2 separate regions of the Mus musculus genome follow, and region 1 is linked to region 2. Evidence: chromatin contacts called from public promoter capture Hi-C data. All regions are on one chromosome and are shown on one strand. The core of a region is the stretch at or near the end of the contact, and the rest is flanking DNA. Distances in the headings are between cores, read along the strand shown.

Evidence for each region. Capture Hi-C pulls out chosen DNA fragments and counts their contacts.
Region 1: a contact with region 2 is called in a promoter capture Hi-C map of pancreatic islet. The contact joins two enhancer-like sites. A contact is called at or near these places in 1 of 115 datasets of contacts at active chromatin or transcription factors (embryonic stem cells) and 3 of 9 other capture datasets (adipose tissue, liver and pancreatic islet).

What each region holds. Positions count from the first base shown.
Region 1 is chr8:41,079,603-41,084,243 of GRCm38.p6, reverse strand. Mtus1 (mitochondrial tumor suppressor 1) reads left to right here. Exons shown (of 14, transcript NM_001005863.2): 2 at 1-1,630. Among named protein-coding and RNA genes, the nearest start is that of Gm16193, 29 kb to the right of the region's middle. Within about 2 kb of position 2,528, at least 10 of the 459 cell types and tissues checked have an H3K27ac peak or open chromatin away from gene starts, as enhancers often do. A contact at or near this core is called in pancreatic islet, where this site is marked.
Region 2 is chr8:40,874,000-40,878,863 of GRCm38.p6, reverse strand. The region is part of intron 1 of Slc7a2 (solute carrier family 7 (cationic amino acid transporter, y+ system), member 2); the gene reads right to left. Among named protein-coding and RNA genes, the nearest start is that of Slc7a2, 14 kb to the right of the region's middle. Within about 2 kb of position 2,228, at least 6 of the 459 cell types and tissues checked have an H3K27ac peak or open chromatin away from gene starts, as enhancers often do. A contact at or near this core is called in pancreatic islet, where this site is marked.

The DNA.
Region 1 (4,641 bases), core at 1,279-3,778, 210 kb before region 2:
TGCTTGTGGAGATTCCCCTGAAGTTTTGGAGCTAAAACAAACATATGGCATGAAAGTGGACACGGCTAACTACACCTTTATAGCACGCCATGATATTGAACAGGGTCAGCCTTTGCATGCTCCTGGAGGTTTGCAGACAACAGTGAGAGACAGAAATGCTTTGTCCTCCTGCGGTCGGACACCACCCCATTCCTCTAAGATGTATGTGAGAGGGGTTAATTATAATCGAGAGAACTTTGAAAACCTCCAAGCCACACCATCCAAGACCCTAAACACAACCTTTACAGTGATCTCTGATGTGCTGATGCAAACTGACAGTCCAGACGTTGGAGTTCAGGGTCAGAATTCTTTAGGAAATGTCACCAAAGAGTACACAGATGGGACAAGGCGAGGACTCATTGGAGAAAAAGAGATACAAGCTGTGACACTGGTTTCGGATGGCATGGAGGTCCCCAACGGATCTGCATCACAGGAGTTCTATTGTGTATCTGAAGATGACCCAAACAGTGAGACACATTCACACGGCCCGTATGCTCAACAGGAAATGGGCCAAAATTTAAGAGGAACACTGCCCAACTGTCATGTCGATGGTGAATGCCCAGTACTGGTGCCAGCTTTTGAGAAGAGTAAAACCAGAGTCCTGGGCTCTGAGTGTAAAGTCACTGTGACTGAAGACCCACACATCGATTCCCACGACAATGACTCAGACATCCAAAGTAGTACTGAAGAGCTGACCCTGAGAAGTGTTTCAGGGCAGAGGGGTTCACCTTATGAAATGGGTTGGGGCGAGAACGGCGGAGCCATTTGCACAGATAAAGCAGGTTGCATGTCAACACCAGTTGAGCAACCCCCCAATCTGAGCTTCAGACTTGAACCTGCTGAAGTGAAGAAGTACAATAATGTGGAGAATGGACCAAGAGATGCTAAACGTGCACCAAACTTGAAAGGGGAACCAACAAATATGCCAAAACCTAATTTGGGAAAATCAGCTACCAAAACAAATACCACTGTAGGCAGTAAAGTCAGGAAGACAGAAATTATAAGTTATCCTACACCAAACTTCAAAAACATTAAAGCCAAAGTTATATCCAGATCAGTGTTGCAACCCAAAGACACTTCCATAATGAAGGACACACCCAGCCCTCAGGTAACAGGGGGCTCTTCACCATCACCAGGGCCTTCTAAACACTTGACAATGATGAACAAAGCACCAAGATCTGACTTTAAAGCCAGCAAAAAAGCAGAAATCCCAATTAACAAGACACACAAGCAACAGTTTAATAAACTCATTACCAGCCAGGCTGCGCAAGTTACAACTCATTCTAAAAATGCTTCACTCGGGGTTCCAAGAACAACATCTGCCACGAAATCGAATCAGGAGAATGTTGACAAGACAGGTTCTCCTCATGCAGGGAGTGAGACCGGGTCTGTAGCTGCCTTCTTCCAGAAGATCAAAGGCATTCTCCCCGTGAAAATGAAAAGCTCAGAGTGTTTGGAAGTGACTTACGTTTCCCACATCGATCAGATTAGCCCTGAAAAGGGTGAGCAGGACGGTGAGGCTCCCATGGAAAAGCAAGAGCTGGGAAAACAAGCCACGAATGAGATTTTTGAATCCAAGTCTCTATTGGTGGTAAGTGAACTCTGCAGTTTGCTTTTAGGACCGGTGAAGAAAACCACTGTATTAGCAATGAGTGGCCTGTAATTGCTAATAATATCCCTGAACTTGGTTCGTAATTTGTAGTCAGCTGTTCTTTGTTCTGCCAGGCAGTATAGAGTGTGAATGAGTCAAAATATAACTAACTTGCATATTAAAAAAAACCCTCAGATTTGGTATTTTCTTGAACGTGGGTGTTCCTTCTGATAGGGTTTTAAAAGAGTAAATTAATATTTTTATGATATTTTGATATTTGCATTGAAATAACTGACACGATTAGGTTGTGTGTTGTTTTCCTGAAATTAAAAAAAAAAAAGAGCTTTAAGCATTCAAACATATTGAGACACATTTTAGAAATGGCTAGGTAGTGCCTGTAAACATAGCATAGCAACATGGAAATCCAGGAAGCCAAGACGCTTTTCAAAGCTTGAGTGTACTTCTGACCAGCTCTGTGACATGGGGTCAGGTAACTTTGCCACAGCCAGAAGGGAAAGGATTGTGCAGTGGGTCTGTAAGGTCACCTGTAGGTCACCTGCAGTGACTTCTAATGCATGAAAGAAACAAAAGTCCTTACATAGTAAACAAAGCAGTATGTCTGCAGCAGTACCTGACGAATCCTGAGGATGAGGGACTAGGTAGAGTCACTTAAAAAAAAAAAGAAGCAATATTCGCAGTTCAAGGGTTATTTTTCTTTAAACATGTGCATGTCTTTTGACAATTGTATGATAAGATGTTTTCAAAACATTCTCGGGGCTGCTGTTGGCACTGCCTGTGTGTTCTCAGCTCTATTTTTGGCAGTGGAGACTAAGGTGTATTTTCAGCCCCACACAGATTGCCCTTGAAATGCTTGTCCTCTGGACCCGGAATGGATCTGCTGCAGAGGCGGAAGACAGATGCAGTGCACACAGCCTGTCTTTCGGGGACGCTTGTGTAGGAGGAATAAAACAGAGCATAGTCAAGTACACGAGACCTTTTTTTTTTCCAGGTAACATAGTAGGTCACATAGGTGTGTGCTCAATGATAAGAAAACACTGGAGATACGTTTGACCTGGGTCATTTTACAGATAGATGTTTTGGCTTTATCAATAACTGTTGGCAAGGATGAAATGTTACAGGGTTTTCTAAAATGGGCTTGTGTATTGTTTCATGACACAGATCTTTCAAGTTCTTTTTTATGTCTGAGGAAGCTGATAATTTAGAATCTAAATATTTTACCAAATACAATTACAATAAACTCTTCATTGTAATCAATAGCCTTAGGTGTTTATAGACCTACACAGAATCAAGATATTCTTTTCATTACTTTATGGGAAGTTGTTCTTGCTGTGAGACAGGGTATCCACATTCAGCCAGCCTGGCTTTGAATTCAGCACACAGTAGCCTAGGCCGGCCTTGAATCTGAGGTCCTCTTGCTTCGCACCCTTAGTGCTAAGAATAGTTTTGTACTGCCATGTCTAGTTTTATGAGAGACGTGTCCTGGCTGTCACCCTTCAGTATCGGGAAAACCAGCATGAAGTCCCTTGAGCACTGGTCTTGAAAATAAGTTGCTTGTGTAGTTCTGAGACTGGAGAGTTTCAGTTTTATTTTGTTTCCTTATATTTCCAACTTGGTAGCTGTGGGCCCATGATGTGTATGTACTATTGAAGGTAAGGCCATGGAATCGTTGGGTAAGGTGGATTCCAACAGTTTGCACCTAGCAGTGTTGCAGTAAGAGCTGAGAATTAGATATGAAGTGCTTTGTAAGGCTGTAAGGACCATCCCAAGGGTCCCACGGTGTCATCACTGGCGATTTTACTTATCAGCTAGAGTATAGAGCTATGCTTCTGTGACCATGTCTTTAATACAGCAGAGTATTTGTCTAATTTGTCCAATTTGTCTAATTCAACTACCACCCTTTTTTTTCTATCTTGAGGGGGGGTAAAGAGGCTAGCGTAACCATCATAGCCACAGGCTATGACTTAGTGTAGGATACTAAACCGGTGACCTCACATTGCATTTTCTATTGATCACTTCAGTAGTACCTAAGAGCTCTATCTGCCATAGAAGAATGGCTGTTTTGTTTGTTTTCTTGTGTACTCCGTAGGTCTTAGTCCTTAATTAAATTAATTTATCAAGACTGCCGACCACCTTATGGCTATGTGGTGGTCCCAGTTTACCTGAAACTTTAAGAAAGGATTTTATTTGGGAGAAGTGATTTTGACTTGGATTGCTGTTAGGGTGAGAAGTAACTGCTTACTGCAAAGGTTATGTGGTCAGGATAGCAAGATGAAGGAGCTGGTACTGAAAGGAACCATGGCTTAGGTGCTTTCTTATAGGCTGTCATTAAATTGTTACAGTAACGCTCAGGGCTTATACATTGTATTTATTTGTTTGCAATTGTTATCCACACACTCATGCTTCAGAGTATTTATTTAAAAACTCACACAGGGGGCTGGAGAGATGGCTCAGGAGTTAGGAGCACTGACTGCCCTTTCAGAGGTCCTGAGTTCAATCCCCAGCAACCACATGGTGACTCACAACCATCTATGATGAGATCTGATGCCCTCTTCTGGCATGCAAATGTACATGCAGATTGAGCACTTATAAATAAAATAAATCTTAAAAAAATAAAAGAAAATAAAATAAAACGCACACAGCTGTTGGATGTTCAAACTCAGGTCCCACAGGTCTCACAGACTTCAAATTTTTCAGTATGTGGGCACTGGAGGTAAAACAAGTGATTTGTGGGAGATTCACTTCTATAAGTTGATGTTTGATTTACTTTTTTCAAGAAAGTTTTTCTAGAAGATTCTGTTTTGCTTTAGTGTCATTGTGACCTGCAGCAGTTCTCTTGGAAACACTAGCTATTGGAATAGTATATGAATTCAATAGATACTGGTGTTAGGGATATACACAATAATATATAAAACAATAACTAAACAAAGGAGCACACAGAAGGGCATATGCAAGCGTGAACATGGATTTTGGATAACTTTAAATGTGTGGCT
Region 2 (4,864 bases), core at 979-3,478:
AATAGCGGCGGCTCTTCACTCTTCCTACCCATCAATGTTCCTGACGTACGTACGTACATCACTAACTCCTCAGCACCTCAGCCTGTCTTCAGAGGATGAAACTCAAACTCAGCACTATTAAACAAAGTACTCAAAACCATAGACATTTGTACTCGAGGTCTGTATGGCTGGCAAGCCTCTTCTGTTTGCTCTGCTCCAAATAACCAAGAAGCAATGGGAAAATGCCGAATTCTTCCTGTCCCCAGGCTCTTGGCTGCCAACCTAACACTTAGCCAATAAAAGGACATTTGGAGGTCATCAAGGTGTTACCAAAAATATATCTGAAAAGCTTTGGGATTTTAAAATTTCATCCGCATGAGATTTTAACCTTTCAGCGTTAAAATACACAAAGCCACCACTGGCTGAAGAAGGAGAATGCAGTATTTTGTCAGGCAAGCATTATAGAAAAATTAATCTTTAAAGATAAAGAAAAACTATCTAGATAAGCATCATGTTAGGAACACTGCTGAATATTGAAAGCCTATTTCTTGTGGCTGTAAAATCCTTCAATGATTTAAAATAAGGCTATTTGCAATAAAAAGCTGAAGATTTTTGCGCAATCGCATTGTACTTTCTAAAAGGCCGTACACAGTTCACAATTTACCTGTCACAATCTTAATCTAAGTTTTTGTTTCTCAAGTATCGAATATTCTGAAGTCTTCACATATTTCTGAATTCAAAACTGTTTGGGAGTAATGTGTCTTGACCCTTCGAGGTTTACCTTTTATATTTTTACTTTGTTTTCATTTTATTTCAGTTAACCTCTGATAATATTAAGAATGTCTCCTTTCTATTGTGCAAAGGTTTTTCTGTGGGTTTTATTCCATTCCCGAAAGTAAATCAGTGTAATTCAGTTAGAGTTGACATAATTTTCTTATTCCATGGAAGGAATGTGTTTGAAGTGATGGGGATCAGGATTATTTGAAGTTTTCACATAGAATCATCACTCTTACTTCTTAATAGCCATTGTGGGGTGTGAAGATCGCAGGAAGTTCTGAGTGGGTGAAGTCCTTAGTATGTGCTATTGACATGGGCATAGCCATGTTATAGATTCCATTAGCATCAGGCTCAAAGGTTGGCAAGGTCTTCCTCTGGAGACCAAGTGAGAGTGCTGGCAGTGTGTGCCAAAAATGTCTACCACAGCTTTCTTCCATGTGACGCTTGCCACCTGAAGACTGCTCCTCTACAGAAGCTGTTCTTACAGAGGTCAAACTAAACCAGTCTCCTCCACCCCGCTGTACACCACAAACCCTGCCTCCTTGTTTATCTGTAGGTAGAACCCCACCTTGTTCAGCTGTATGCAATAACACCGCCTCTCTTTTCAACCCTAACAAACACACAGAGCTTCCAGGGTACTGTGGTGTCTCCAGCTGAGAGCCCAGGCCACTCAATCCCAGACATTTCTGTCAGGGTCTATGAGTCTATCTTTTCTTCATTCCCTTGCTGCTCTAGTCTGGTCTATCCCTGGAGGACAAGGCAGTGTGTCAGGGCCCGATGACACATAGTATAAAGACCCTTACAATGTAAGCTACACAAAGGTAGGGACTTTGGGTATTGGCATGTAGCAGGAACTCAAAAATTTCCTGAGCAGATACCTTGCTCCAGCCCCATCTTCTTAAATCCTGATGAAGTAGTCCAATATAGAGTTACCAAGATAAGAGAGAGGGCTGGGTCTGAAGACCATGTCCTTACTTAAGGATCAATAAAAGAATGCAGCAGTTGGGTAACAACAAGCAGGAACATTGTGTTGCTACAGGATACGTGATTCTGGCAGGTATCAGCTAGGGCTGCTGCTGGACTCTACTGATGGTTCTTTTTGTGTCGAAAGAAAACAATGCTCAGCCCCTGGTTCCCTCTGCATACAGACAAAACGACAGTTAGGTTGCATAGCAAATGTTCTAGTCTAAAGTACACAGTGTACCAACTATACACCCATTCATCATCCCCACCCTTGTATTCAGTAAAACCCACAGGGACTAGAGAGTTTTGAAAAAACCAACAGCCATGCTCTCATTACTGATGACTCTGGAAAAGGGTCAAGGGTCATTACACCAGAGCATAACACTTAGATCAAGTAAATATTGATTTGGTAAACCTTTCTTAAGTTTAAAGGTTCAACTGACGCAACAACCCATCTAGCGTTAACTGTTTACCTGCAACTTGCCATTGCCTCCCCCTTCCCCCTCTCTCTCAGGGCTGCATGTAATTCAAAAGAGCAGGCACTGCTTTTACTCAGGGTTCTGCCAGGCTACCTACCTGCAAGGCAGAAAAACGTTTATCCAAAGATTAGAGAAGAATGTTCCACCCTTAACTCACTTGGTCCAGCCCATGTTGCATCCACCACTGGGATGTCATCTGAACACACTCTTGCTGCCTTTTTTGCTTGGTGTTTATTTTCTTTCAAGACAGTCTTGCTATGTATCCCAGGCTCTTGTGGAATGTGTAACTCACCTGCTTCAGTCTCTTGCCCTGGTTTATGAAGTGCTAGGGATCAGACCCAGATCTCTGTGCACGTCACACAAGTACCTTACCCAACTTGTCCATTTTATCTTGAGACAGGATTTCACTAAGTTGCCCAGGCTGACCCTGAATTCAATCCTCCTGTCCCAAGATCTCCATCTACTAGCCTTACAGGCCTGTATCATTATCATCAGGCTTAGCACCATGAGTCCTTTACAAGTGTTTATGAGCCATTGTTCCCAGCATGTAATGCGTGCTTTAGGACACAGAGTATTTTCTAAGTTGATTGGTCTCTGATTCATTCACCTTAGTTCCACAAACTCCTTACTGTTTTGCGTTACGGTTTCATTCACTTATATTCCTTTCTGGAGCCAAAGAATTGGGGTCAAATTAGCAGCAGACTCTGGGATAAAGGAAGCAAGCATCACAGATAAACAGTGGTGTTTCTGCTGCCAAGCAATCCGACAAGGGATGAACACATACACATGTGGCGAGAAGTGGGCATTACTGAATATTTAATGCTTATCTGCTACTTGTGCGTCGAAGCAACCCTCACTCTCTGATGTTCACTATTATCCAGACAAGCTATCCCGAGAATAAGCCTGTTCAATTTTGGAAAAACACCAACAAGATATTAAATCTGCGTGTATGAAAAAAAGTGAATAAAAGCTTTGGGTTTGTTTTTGTTTTTGTTTTTTTTCAGACATCAGAGTAACGTTGTAACTACAAAATCCCTTCCAAAAATTAGGATGAGACTGAGAGCCAAACAGTTGGCAAGCTGTTGGTGGGAATGGGAAACAGTGCCACCACTCTGGAAAACAGAGTCGTAAACTAAATGACTAAAAACAGAATCACCACCCGATGAACCCCTAATGTGAATGGCTGTATAAGAGGATGAATAAAAATGTGGGGTATTAATATCATGAGATAGTAAGTAATACTTAGCTATACAAAGGAAGCAGATTCTGGGAGCTCAGTGGATACAGTGCTACCTAACGTGTGAGGACCCAAGCTTGACCCCAAGAACCTGGGGAGGGAGAGACAGGTGGATCTTCAGGAAGTCCTGCCTTCACCTTCAGAGTTGGCTTCAGGCCAATCACAGACTCTCAAAAATAAAGTGGACAAGGCCAAGGAATGACAGCACGGCTTCTACATGAATGTGCATAAGCTTGCATGCACACACACCCACACACACATCACCACACAGAAAGGAAACAAATGCGGACACACAGTAAACCATGGACGACACTTTAGGACACTGTGCTAAATAAAAACAACCCAGGCACAAAAGGACAAACAATCCTCTTTTTACATACTCACAGAAACCGAAAGTAGGATGGTTGGTACCAGGCTCTTGTAGGCAGGGGTTGCTTATGGGTAGAGTTTCAGTGTTTCAGGAATCAAAAGCACGGAAAAGCTGCTGAGCAGCAATGTGGACGTACTTAACAGGACTGAACTGGATCCTTAGAAGAGCCTTAGACACAGAGTTTATGTTATGTGCATAAAAATGTGGTATCACAAAATTAAAATGGCGCACGCCTTTGATCCCAGCACTCGGGAGGCAGAGGCAGGTGGATTTCTGAGTTCAAGGCCAGCCTGGTCTACAGAGTGAGTTCAAGGACAGCCAGGGCTACACAGAGAAACTGTCTCAAAACAAAACAAAACAAAAAACAAAACAAATATGTCAGGTATAAACACACACACACACACACACACACACACACACTCACACACACACACACACACATTTTTAAAATTTACCTTTAAACCAGCAAGCCAAAGAATCTTAAATGAGGTCACTCGATATAAGGGCAGCAGATTATTTTGTGAAATTAACAGGTGCACATGTCACAACTTCCATGAGGGAGCTTGCAGAAAGGACACAGCCTTTCATGACCAGTATGAGTTCTCACTCTAAATTTGAACTTTCAAAGGTCTAAACTGAAAGTGAGCCTCTCCCCGCCCCTCCCTCACCCCACACTTCCAACCCCCTCCAACCCCTGCCATGGGGAGGTCTAGTGCTTTAGATCAGTAGGTCTTCATGAAGTATCTGCTGTTCTTGAAACTCCTGACCAAAAAGTAGGACCTGCTAGTGAATGCACGTGAATAATATACTTCAGAGACAGAGGAGACAAAACACAAAAGTAAGCCAGTGAACTCTTTCTACTCTGTAAATAACTGCAACAACAATAAACCCGGCAAAGAGGAGAAACGACTTCAATATGTGGTAATTGTTAGTCTAAGTCAGTGACTCTCAACCTTCCTAATGCTGAGACCCTCTAATACAGTGCCTCATGCTCTGGTGACTACCAACCATAAAATTATTTTCTTCTGTTGTCACTTCATAGCTATAATTTTGCTACTG